Linked DNA regions of Canis lupus: region 1 is linked to region 2. A link is a contact called in public Hi-C data. All regions are on one chromosome and are shown on one strand. The core of a region is the stretch at or near the end of the contact, and the rest is flanking DNA. Distances in the headings are between cores, read along the strand shown. Region 1 holds the start of SIPA1 (signal-induced proliferation-associated protein 1). Region 2 holds the start of CFL1 (cofilin-1).

What was found. Hi-C and Micro-C count contacts between places; a contact is called where the count stands out from the background.
Region 1: a Hi-C map of blood shows a contact between it and region 2, with 3 times the contacts expected there. The contact joins the promoter of SIPA1 here to the promoter of CFL1 in region 2. A contact is called at or near these places in 2 of 9 Hi-C or Micro-C datasets (amygdala and blood).

Annotation. Positions count from the first base shown.
Region 1 is chr18:52,070,963-52,076,223 of UU_Cfam_GSD_1.0, reverse strand. It overlaps SIPA1 (signal-induced proliferation-associated protein 1), which reads left to right and starts at 3,315. Exons shown (of 16, transcript XM_038563914.1): 1 at 3,315-3,409. It overlaps PCNX3 (pecanex-like protein 3), which reads left to right. Exons shown (of 35, transcript XM_038563926.1): 30 at 141-288; 31 at 384-614; 32 at 700-974; 33 at 1,358-1,491; 34 at 1,575-1,873; 35 at 1,950-2,603. The coding sequence ends at 2,147.
Region 2 is chr18:51,904,930-51,910,345 of UU_Cfam_GSD_1.0, reverse strand. CFL1 (cofilin-1) reads right to left here and starts at 4,100. Exons shown (of 4, transcript XM_038563900.1): 1 at 3,941-4,100; 2 at 1,728-2,035; 3 at 1,379-1,455; 4 at 504-1,163. The coding sequence starts at 3,943. The coding sequence ends at 1,051. It overlaps MUS81 (crossover junction endonuclease MUS81), which reads left to right and starts at 3,903. Exons shown (of 19, transcript XR_005373620.1): 1 at 3,903-5,100. It also overlaps a transcript of SNX32 not described here.

The DNA.
Region 1 (5,261 bases), core at 2,066-4,565, 170 kb before region 2:
ACGAGGGACCTAGACAGACACTGGCCTTGTCAGGATGGAGAAACAGAGGCTCAGCATAAAGAATGGTCTCAGCTCAGACCACCATGTGGAGAGCCAGGGCTCAGAAACCTTCATGCTTGCCTGTTCCTTCTCATCCCCAGCCTGGAGCCCTTCCTCTATGGCCTGCACGCCCTGTTCAAGGGCGACTTCCGCATCACCTCCCCACGCGACGAGTGGGTCTTTGCAGACATGGACCTGCTTCATCGTGTGGTGGCACCTGGGGTTCGCATGGCCCTCAAGCTTCACCAGGTGGGGAGAAGTGTGCCCAGGTAGGGTGGGCATTTGGGGGATGAAGCCCTCCCCGGGTCAGGGGCCACTGACCAGGCTTCCCATTGGCCCCCCAGGACCACTTCACGTCCCCAGATGAGTACGAGGAGCCGGCTGCTCTGTATGATGCCATCGCCGCCAATGAGGAGCGCCTGGTCATATCGCATGAGGGTGACCCGGCCTGGCGCAGTGCCATCCTCAGCAACACACCCTCACTGCTGGCTCTGCGCCACGTCCTAGATGATGCCTCCGACGAGTACAAGATCATCATGCTTAACCGGCGCCACCTCAGCTTCCGAGTCATCAAGGTGCGGATGGCCCATCCCTGCCAGGCACCTGGCCCCCTGCCAGGCACTGGCCCCCCCCCTGACCCTTGTGCATGGCCCCCCGCAGGTGAACCGTGAGTGTGTCCGTGGCCTATGGGCCGGGCAGCAGCAGGAGCTGGTGTTTCTGCGCAACCGCAACCCTGAACGTGGCAGTATCCAGAATGCCAAGCAGGCACTCCGCAACATGATTAATTCTTCCTGTGACCAGCCGCTGGGCTACCCCATCTATGTGTCGCCCCTCACCACCTCGCTGGCTGGTAGCCACCCCCAGCTGCGGGCTCTGTGGGGTGGCCCAGTCAGCCTGAGTGCCATTGCCCGCTGGCTTCTGCGCAGTTGGGAGAGGTGAGCCCTGAACGCTGCCCCGAGCCTGTGGGGCTGAGGTCCTGGAGTGGGAAGCGGAGGCTCAGCGAGGTGAAGCAGGTTCCTCCTAAGCCTCAGAGTGAAGAAGTGCTGGAGCCAGGCCTGGGTCCTGAGAGGTGACACTGCCTTAGAGCTGACCCATCTTCATGCTGCTTTCCCAAAGTTAGTGGTGGCCTTTTGCCTTCTGAGCTGTCAATGACACCTCTCTTAGAAGACCCTGAAAAGGAGATGGCAACATCTCTTAGAGACGGGATCCTGGGGCTCAGAGATGTTAGCTGGCTTGTCCTAGAGCTGGGGACTTGCGCCTCTGGAGTCTTAGGCCCTCCGCCTGCCAACCTGTCCCTCCCTGCCACCCCCTATTCCAGGCTTCATAAGGGCTGTGGTGCCGGCTGCAACAGCGGTGGGAACGTGGATGACTCGGACTGTGTCGGAGGTGGTGGCTTAACCTCCCTCAGCAATAACCCCGCCCTGGCACACTCCACACCTGAGAACACAGCAGGTGAGTGAGCAAGGCCAACCTAAGCCAGTGAGTGAGGAGGACAGCCTAGCTGAGAGCTTGACCCTCTTACCTGTTTCCCACAGGCAGTGGCGACCAGGCCCTCCCTCCGGGCCCAGGCTGGGGCCCTCGGCCTTCCCTGAGCGGCTCTGGTGATGGGCGACCCCCTCCATTGCTGCAGTGGCCACCCCCTCGGCTCCCTGGACCAACCCCTGCCTCCCCTGCCTCCACGGAGGGTCCCCGGCCCTCAAGGCCCCCTGGCCCTGGGCTCCTCAGTTCTGAGGGTCCCAGTGGGAAGTGGAGCCTGGGGGGTCGAAAGGGGCTAGGGGGATCTGAGGCAGAACCAGCCTCAGGGAGCCCCAAAGGAGGCACCCCCAAATCTCAGGTAAGGGTTCTGTGGAAGGATTGGGTCCTGAGCTACTCAGGTCTGCTCTTCCACCAACCGCTCTCCCCTCCCCTAGGCGCCCCTAGACCTCAGCCTCAGCCCGGATATCAGCACCAATGCTTCCTCGCCCCCCAGAGCAGCCAAGGACATTCCTTGCTTGGACAGTAGTGCTCCTGAAAGTGGCACACCTACTGGGACCCTGGGGGACTGGCCTGCCCCTGCTGAGGAGCGGGAGAGCCCGGCCGCTCAGCCCCTGCTGGAGCATCAATACTGAGTGGCCTGGTACCCTCTGGATCCCAGCCCCAGGATTCAGTAACTTGGATCCCCGGCCTCTGGCCCTCTCTCCTGGACCACAGAACTGAGTGGCTTTGGCTTCCACATCTGAACCCTGACCTCTGGCTGCCTTAGCCAGAGTATCAGAACTAAGTGGCCCAGACCTCTGACCTTGATCCCTGATCTCTCATCCCTAGTCCAGGGCCTGGGCTCCCAAAACTGAGGCAGGCAGCCTCCCAGCCAGGCCCTAAAAGCCAAATCCATGGGCTGGTCCCGCTTCGAGCCCATGGCCAGGACTGACTGGACTTGGCCCCTGGGCCCGCTCTGCCTTCAGAGGCGGCAGCCCTTGGCCTGGACCTGGGGCTGAAATGTGGGAAGGGTGGTTTCTTTTTTTCTTTTTTTTTTTTTTTTTCGTGCTTCGGAGACACCAGAATTAATAACACTATTTTTGATTTTGGTTGGTGTTTTCTTTTTCTGTCTGGGAATGTTTGGGTGGAAGATAGAGGCAGGTGGCCAGGTCAGGGTAGATGAGCAGAGAGGGAGATCAAGAATCTGGGGCTGGGTAATGATGGAGACAGAGGTAAGACCCAGGTGGGGTTCAAGTAGGCTTAGGTCCCCTTCCTCACAACTTTGTTCCTTTTTAAGCCTTGGCCTGAAGTTCATGTTCAGTTTCTCACCCCTGAATTTTCAAAGACTTCTACCTCATGAGGCTAGTGCCTAAAATTATCAGCCTTGACCTTGGCAAAAGCCTTTCTCTGAACCTCAATTTCTCCAGCTATAAAGCAGAGGAGAAAACACCTGTCTAAGGTGTTTTTAAGAACGAGAGCGTGTGGAGAGCAGGGTCCAGTGCTTAGTTAAGTGCTCATAAATGGTCAACTGTTTTCTGGGCACCTGCTCTGTGCTGGCCGGTGCGGGGTGGAGGGGTGTGAGGGAAGGGGCTGCTAAACACTAGGAATCCTGCTGTAGCCCTCCCAGTTGGTCTGGAAGGCAGGTCTACGTTTTTGCGTTTCTCAGCCGACGCAGGGGACCCAACCGCGCGCTGCACTGGGCCTGGCTCGGTTCTCTTGCCCGAGTGCGCCTGGTCTGCAGTCCCCGCCCTCGGGGCTTCCCGCCGCAGACTGCTCCCAGGCCGGCCCCGCCCCCTCCGCGCGGCCCCGCCCCCCGACGAGCCCCGCCCCCGAGGCGGAGCCGGTGCTGGAGCAGCAGCGGGAGAGGCAGCGGGACCCCAGCGCGGGAGGAGGCCACCAGGCGGGAGCCCCAGAGGTACCGGCGGGAGCGGGGGAGTGGAAGCACCGCGGTCGGGCCGGACAGGGGAAAAGGCTTGGCGTGGGCCCGGGGGGTGGATGTGTGGAAGGGGGTTCCTAGCCGCGTTCGCCGCCTGCACCCTCCTAACCTCTGGGCTCCAGCTCCAGTTCCGAGTCAGCGCGTCCACTCCCCTGAGTCCGACCGGCGGCCCCCACTTCTCGGCGTGACCGCCCGGCCCGGTCCGGCCAGTGTGCGGGCGATTGGATGAGGCGGTCCCTGACTCCTCTGGGCGGCGCTGGCGGCTGCCCCTAATGCCGGCCGTGTGTGGGACGACCCCGCTGTCCCGGCGCTCCCCTTGTCGCGAGGCGGCCTCCTCCCCAGCCTTTGCGCGCCGGCCCCTAGTCTCGGGCCTGGCCTGGGAGGAAACATCTGTCGCACCCCCTGGCAGCAGAAATGGGGTCATGACCTCCAGATGTGCTGGGAAGCATCCAGCGCCTCCTCCTGGGGCAGCCAGGCCTTCCGGATCTGTGGGGGCGGGGCCGGCCCTCTCCCCCCAGTGACACAGGCTGAGAGGAATGTCCCGGCCTCAATGGACCCTGTGTGAGGCTGCCGGGTGGGGGGCAGAGCTCAAGAACACCCCCCAAGGCAGGGCCAGAGCCCAGCATTGGGCCGGAACAAGAGGCAGCTCATGGGCTGTGCACACACACATAGGCAGAGCTCAGCCCACACAGAGCAGAGGCCCACTCGGCTTCCCTCTCATGTCCCCTCCCACCCCAACACACACATCACAGCCCAGGCCGAAGAGCTCGGCCCATGGAGCGAGCGCCTGCCTCACCACCACGTCCTTAACACATGGTCAGCTTTACACTCTTGAACCTTCTTGCGGTCTCCCCATGGTGTTGGGAAAGGGCAGAAGGATTAACCCCATTTTAGAGATGAGAGAACAGAGGCTCCGGGTCCGTGGCAAAGACGGGACTCTTTCTTCTAAGAGAAACGGGAGGAGGCACTCCAAGCTTCCTGGAGGCCCACACTTGCTTGGTCCTGGAGCTTTAGATGAGGGGTACACGGAGCCCCTGCCCCCACCCTGTCCTACCCCAGCCACTCACAGTGTCACTGGAGGATGCATGAAGACCTGCCAGCAGTTGTCTGTGTTCTTAGTGGAGCGTCCCACATCCCTTCCCTGCCTGCCCACACCTGCTGGGGTTCACTTGGGGTGGCTTCCCCTCACTTTCTCACACTACCCTTTGCACCTGCCCCTGGTCGCGACATTTCCGCATCTAGCAGGTCCCTGGGGCCTTGGGTGTCTCAGTCTTACATCCTGTGAGACTTTGAACCTCAGCCCAACCCCCACTCACCCAGCACCCACAAACAGGAGTGGGCAGGTACTACACTGTTTAGGCCCCAGAGATTGACAGACCCCAGATCCTAGCTGTAACATGGAATTACTTCAGGAGAGAACATCCCCTTTTCTGGACCTCAGTGTGACCCTTTGTCACATGAGGTTCAGCCTTCCCTGTCAGCATCAGTGAGTCCAGGTAGGCAGAGGACCCGTGGGTCCCAGTTCCTGCAAAGGGGCTCCAGCCTTGTGACCCCTCCCCCTGCCGCCAGGCATGGCCACAGTAGCTTGCAGAGAGTGAGCCTGGGCCTGTCCTTTAGGTCAGGGTGATGGGTCCCATGACTGAGCTGGTGTGACCCCAACACCTTCCTCAGGATAAGGGGCCGGGCTCAGAGCTGGGGCCACTTCCTGTGCTGAAGGAAGTCCTCTTGCCGTTTCTGTTGCCCTGCCAGTGTCCCCTGGGAACCCCTGTGTCCTTGAGGTATTGGAGTCAGAGGGCCAGGGCACCGAGATCCAGCTTCTGGGTGCCCAGCT
Region 2 (5,416 bases), core at 2,851-5,350:
AGTCACATCTGCAGAAGGCCAAAGGCTCTACTTGGCTTCTGACTCATAGAAGCAACTGGACCCGGCCCTCTTAGAGGAGTCAGTCATCCATGAAAGCAAGCAGACGAAAACCAAAGAGAACCCCAAAGACAGAAGAGTTCAAGAGGAACTCTGTAACTTGCAGTCTCACAGCCTACCATCAGGCAGGGGGTCGGAGAATAGGCCTCACTGCCCAGCTGTCCACCTGGGTAAGAAGTTACAGGGGAAAGAGTTCAGGCAAAACACTTCTGCCCAAAGGGCTCTTGCAGCCAGCAGCAGACACACCCTCATTCAGCTGCCTCCTAAATAGTTTGACCCCAACTGAGGCACCACCTATGAGTGGTGACCATCAGGAGACTCAGCCGATCTCTGGGGCCCAATGAACGGGGTGGATGGAGGCCATGTGTAGAGGAGATAGATGCTGCTCATTACCTCAGCAGACCTTCCCCCGCAAGATCCCTTGGGCCCCAACCCTGAAACAAACATCCCATTAGTGAGCCTTTTTATTGTTGTGTGTGTTGTTGGTTTTTTTTTAATTGAAGGTCCCTTACTGGTCCTGTTTCCATGAGTGCCAAGACCAGGGGAAAAGGGGAGGGGAACCAGGTGGCGCAAGGAAGGGTCATCTCCACAACATTCCATTTATACACAGAACTAAACAGACAAGCACAGAGTCACTATTGCGGTTAGAAGTTGGCAGCATGGGAAAAGGGAGGAACAGGTGAGGAACTGGGGTGTCGTTAAAAAAAATACAGGCCCCCCCCAAACTGGGGTGCCTGGGGGGAACTTGGTCTGCTTCAACCCAAGAGGAATCAGAAGATCAAAAGCGGTTTGGGAAAGCCAGAACCGTCAGGGATAGAGGGAGGAGGAAGGTCCAGGGGGTGAGGGGGCTGTTTGGCAACTGGGGTGAAGGGATTGCCCTCCCCCTGCTGGGATCCCCCCAGCCCCTCCGGTCTGGCAGGAAGGGGGCAGCCTGCAACCCCCATGGGCAGGTCTGGGGCTGCCAGATGCTCCAGGCAGGGGGCTGGAGGGGGCTCACAAAGGCTTGCCCTCCAGAGAGATGACGGCACTGCCCCCCAGTTTCTCTGCCAGGGTGCAGCGGTCCTTGACCTCCTCGTAGCAGTTTGCTTGTAACTCATGCTTGATCCCTGTGAGGAAGAAAGGGAGCATCTGTGAGCAGGATGCATTGGGGGAGGGGAAGTCAGGGCTGGGAAGGAGCCAATCAGAACAGATGGAAGGGACAAGGTTACCTTCTAGCAGGCAGGGAAGAGGAGGGGGAGGAATCTCATATACCACGGCATTCATCCCACCCTGCAGCCAAAGCCTGAGTGAAAAGGTGCATGGCACCAATGCTGGCCCTTACCAGTCAGCTTTTTCTTGATGGCATCCTTGGAGCTGGCATAAATCATTTTGCTCTTAAGGGGTGCAGACTCAGGTGCCCTGAAGGAAAACAACAGAGAATATGCAACAAAGTTCCCTCTCCAAGTCTAGCAAGTGCCATCAAGTAATAGAGGACTTCAAGAAACCCTTGAGCTGGTCTCCAGCATTCAAGCTTTTATCAAGTTCCTCATTGACAAGTGTTTTGTTACAATACCCTCCCCCTCCCTCCGAATTCCATTAACTGGGAACCACAGAGATTCCCATCCTAAGAAAGTAGGGTGGGGCAGAGCTAGAGCAGGTAACAGGAAGAAAGTGCCTGCAGAGAAGCTCACCAGAAGATAAACACCAGGTCCTCCTTCTTGCTCTCCTTGGTCTCATAGGTTGCGTCATAGAGGGCATAGCGGCAGTCCTTGTCTGGTAGCATCTTGACAAAGGTGGCGTAGGGGTCATCTACAGTCTGGCCCACATCACCTACCAGGATCTCCTTGCCCTCCTCGAGGATGATGTTCTTCTTGTCCTCGCTCAGGCAGAAAAGAACTGCCTTCTTGCGCTTCTTCACTTCCTCGGGTGTTGAAGACTTACGCACCTTCATGTCATTGAACACTTTGATGACGCCATCAGAAACCGCCACGCCAGAGGCCTGGGGGACAAGCCACATATTTTTCATGAAGGAAAGACTTCTGGACCCCCCCCTGAAGTCCCTCCTTTGCAATTTTAAGAAATATACCTCGGATGCCAACAAGTTCTCAACCCGTGGAGATCATTAATCCCCTTCCCAAGACAAGAATCACTATTTTCCCACCCAAACCACTGTCCAAGGACCAAGTGAGACACAACTCCAGAATGGCAGCCACAGAAGAAACCTCTTATCTAACATAATTCCTCCTCATCCAACACTTTACAGCCTAGAAACTGAAGATCTCTGAGAGGCAGAACCTTGGCTTTGATGTGAGCCCAGAATCAAAAGAATCCTAGGCTATTGACTCCTTACAGTACTCAATCTCAGCTTTAGGGTAACAGTGCCGACTTAAAACTTCACGGATAGGAAAAGGAGACCCAGGCACCCAGGGAACAGACACCTCTTCTGGAAACAGAACCAGAACGCCACAATGGTAGGGCACAAAGAAATTTAACGGTTCTCGTTAAATCCGTCATAACTATTCAGTATAGTTGTTCACAAACCATCCTTTTTCCTGGGTTTTCTTCAACCAAAGCAAAAATCACAATCCCTAATTAAGACCATAACCCATTAACTCCCAGTCTTCGGGAAAAATGTAGGACCTAAAGGTGGCTGACAGAAGTTAGCAGGTCAAACCCAAATGCGCACAGTCCTTGAGCTCTTTTAACGTCTATTTTGGGTCGTGTTGGGTGGGGACACGATAGCCAAGAGAGGGGCTACTGACCAAAACGAAATATGCCGCGCCCCCCACTCCCGGAACTGCAGAGGAAGCCGGCCACGTGACTCAGCCGCTTCCGGAGTAGGCGGGAGAAAACGTTCGCCTGGGCCCGGCCAGGACCCGGAGAGAAAGCAGTACCTGGAGGCAGTAGCACCCCCAGGGCCTCAAGACCGAAGAATCGCTTTACCGACCGGCGTATCCGTCCCCTCCGCTGCCGGTCGGAGGATGGACAAGTTACACAACCTTCAGTTCTCGTAGCCCTGGGGCTGAACACAGGGGGCGGGGTGGTTTCCGGGCGGTGCCCGCCTGGGTCACTTCCCTAAACTCGGCTCCACCCTCAGGCCCCATCCGGGAAAGCCGAAGGCCCCGCTTGTCCAGGGCTTCGGGCCCAGTAGTGGGGCCAGTGCGTGTGCGCAGGCGCCGGCCGACGGTGCCTTTCCAGCCTTTGCCGGATGTACAGAGCAGAGAACCCAGATCGCTTTGTGGGCTCCCTCGCAGGGCCGTGATCCCTCCGCGGTGCAAACCTGCGGCTCCGGTGGCGAGGTGCAGGCTTCTAATCCCCAGCGCTAGCACGCAGACCCCTCCGCGCCCGCATCCCCCTTGGCCCTCTGCCCCCGCCCCTCCTGGGCGCAGACATCCCTGCCACCTGCTCTCGACAGACCCGCCAGCCGAGGGAGGGTGACGCGGAAACAGGAACAGCCCTTGGGTGGGGCGCGCACGCCGAGACCGCTCGCGCGCTTTTCCTTCGACACCCCCGGGAAGGGTTCGGATGCCGCGTGCTCCGCCGAACGCGCGCCCCCGTGAACCGACTTGCCTCAGCGCGCGCCCCCGGCTGCTCCGCGAGGGGCGGGCACGCGCGCGCGCACCACGGACCCCTCCCCCACCGCCGGTATCCGCGCGGGCGCACCAGCGCGGTGGGGGAGGGGAAAGGAGCCCAGGGGGCGCGCGAGCGACGGCCGAGCTAGCCCTCCCCAGCGCCCTCGGGCGCGCACGCGCGTCCCAACGCTACCCGCCCCTCAGCCCGAGACCCTTATCCCGCCCGGGGCGCTGGGGGAGGGGGTGCAGATGTCGCTCCCCCGTTCCTTCCCCCGCGCGCAGACGAGCGACTTGCAGACGCCTCCCCTCAGTCGCCATGGCCTGCTGCTCACCATGTTTCCGGAAGCGAAAGGGAGATAGCAAAAAGGGTCAGAAGAGATGAGAGCCGCTGCAGCTGCCGCCGGGATCCGACTGAACGCGGCCTCTCCCGGCCCCTTCCGTTTAGTAGGAGCCGCACAATGAGGGGCGGGGCGGGCTTCCGGCGCTCCCCCCACGGGGCGACGGGAAATGAAGTCCAAGGGTCCTGCGCCGTCTTTTTGGCCAGCCGGCCTCTCAGGGCCCTATTACATGCTGGGAAACGTAGTTCGAGACAGCCAAGGGGGGCGGTGCTGTGGCGCGGAGAGCACGCCCATTGGTCCACTTTTCCAGGAAACGCTCAGCTGGGCAGAGGCCCCTAGCTCTAGGTAATGTGACCCGAAAATGAGCCTCGACCTCGCCGCTCTTTAACCGCCGCGAAACTGTTTCTTATGATCCATCTTGGCACCTTCTGGTCTGAAAATTTTGGGTTTAGTATTTTGCTTTTCTGAACTGAAGTAACTATTTATTGGCCTGGAATCCAGTCCTGGAGCAAGAGGAATCGCAAGTGTAAAGCGTGTTCAACCCGATAAACAATTCGTTGGGCACCCTCCATATGCAAAGCCACTCGTTTCCTGGGAAAGACCATATGCAACTTCAATAAAATTAAAATAAGACACAAGAGAGACTCTACAAGGAAGTCTTTAAGAATATAGCTTTGTTCTTGTTTTAAAGATAGATGGCAAATTCACGAAACGGGTTTATGTCAATTTAAAGACTGCGCCTTTTACTAGACACGGTGAAAAGAATAGATATTAAGCCAGACTCGAATCACGTCCTCGAGTTAACAGCCATGCATACGGTTAACTTAAAACTCGCAAAAATTAAGACACAGCTGTGTTAGCTTAAGTTTCTGAAAAAGAAGCCGGTGGGGACTACGGAAAGTTTTCCTTGGCCTCGAACAACGATCATGCCTTAGTCTTTGCCGAAAGGGTCACAAATCAGGGATCTGAGGGCCTAGATCCCATCAGCGGAATAAAGAGTGTAAATGAAGAGCTGGAAGCCCGGTCTTCAAGACCGGGAGTGGGGCGCTTCGCAGGGCATGCTGGGGATTGTAGTCAAGGACGTCCCGCTGCATCGCTCACCCCCCGAGTTCCCGGAAGCCCCAGGTGGAGGCCGCCGCTGGACCCACAGCCCGGTAAACGACCCTGCCAGAAAAGGAGACTGGCTCCACTTTTTTTCAAGCCTCGGAGTTTCCAAGAGCAACGAGGAGGGGCAGAGAGACTTCGAAGTTACCCTGGAGACACGCTCCCGCCCGCCCCTAGCCACGGGATGCCCTAGATGTCCTTATTAGGACAAGAGACTAGAGGGGGTGGGGCCAACCCGCACACTCGATGGAGGCTCCTTATAAGGCAGCCTCGGGAGGGAGGCGGGAGTTCGGAGCTGGCTTGGGCGCGCGCGGGGTGGGGGTGGGGGGTGCGTTCGCGGCTGGGCGGAGTCTGGAGGGGCGGGCC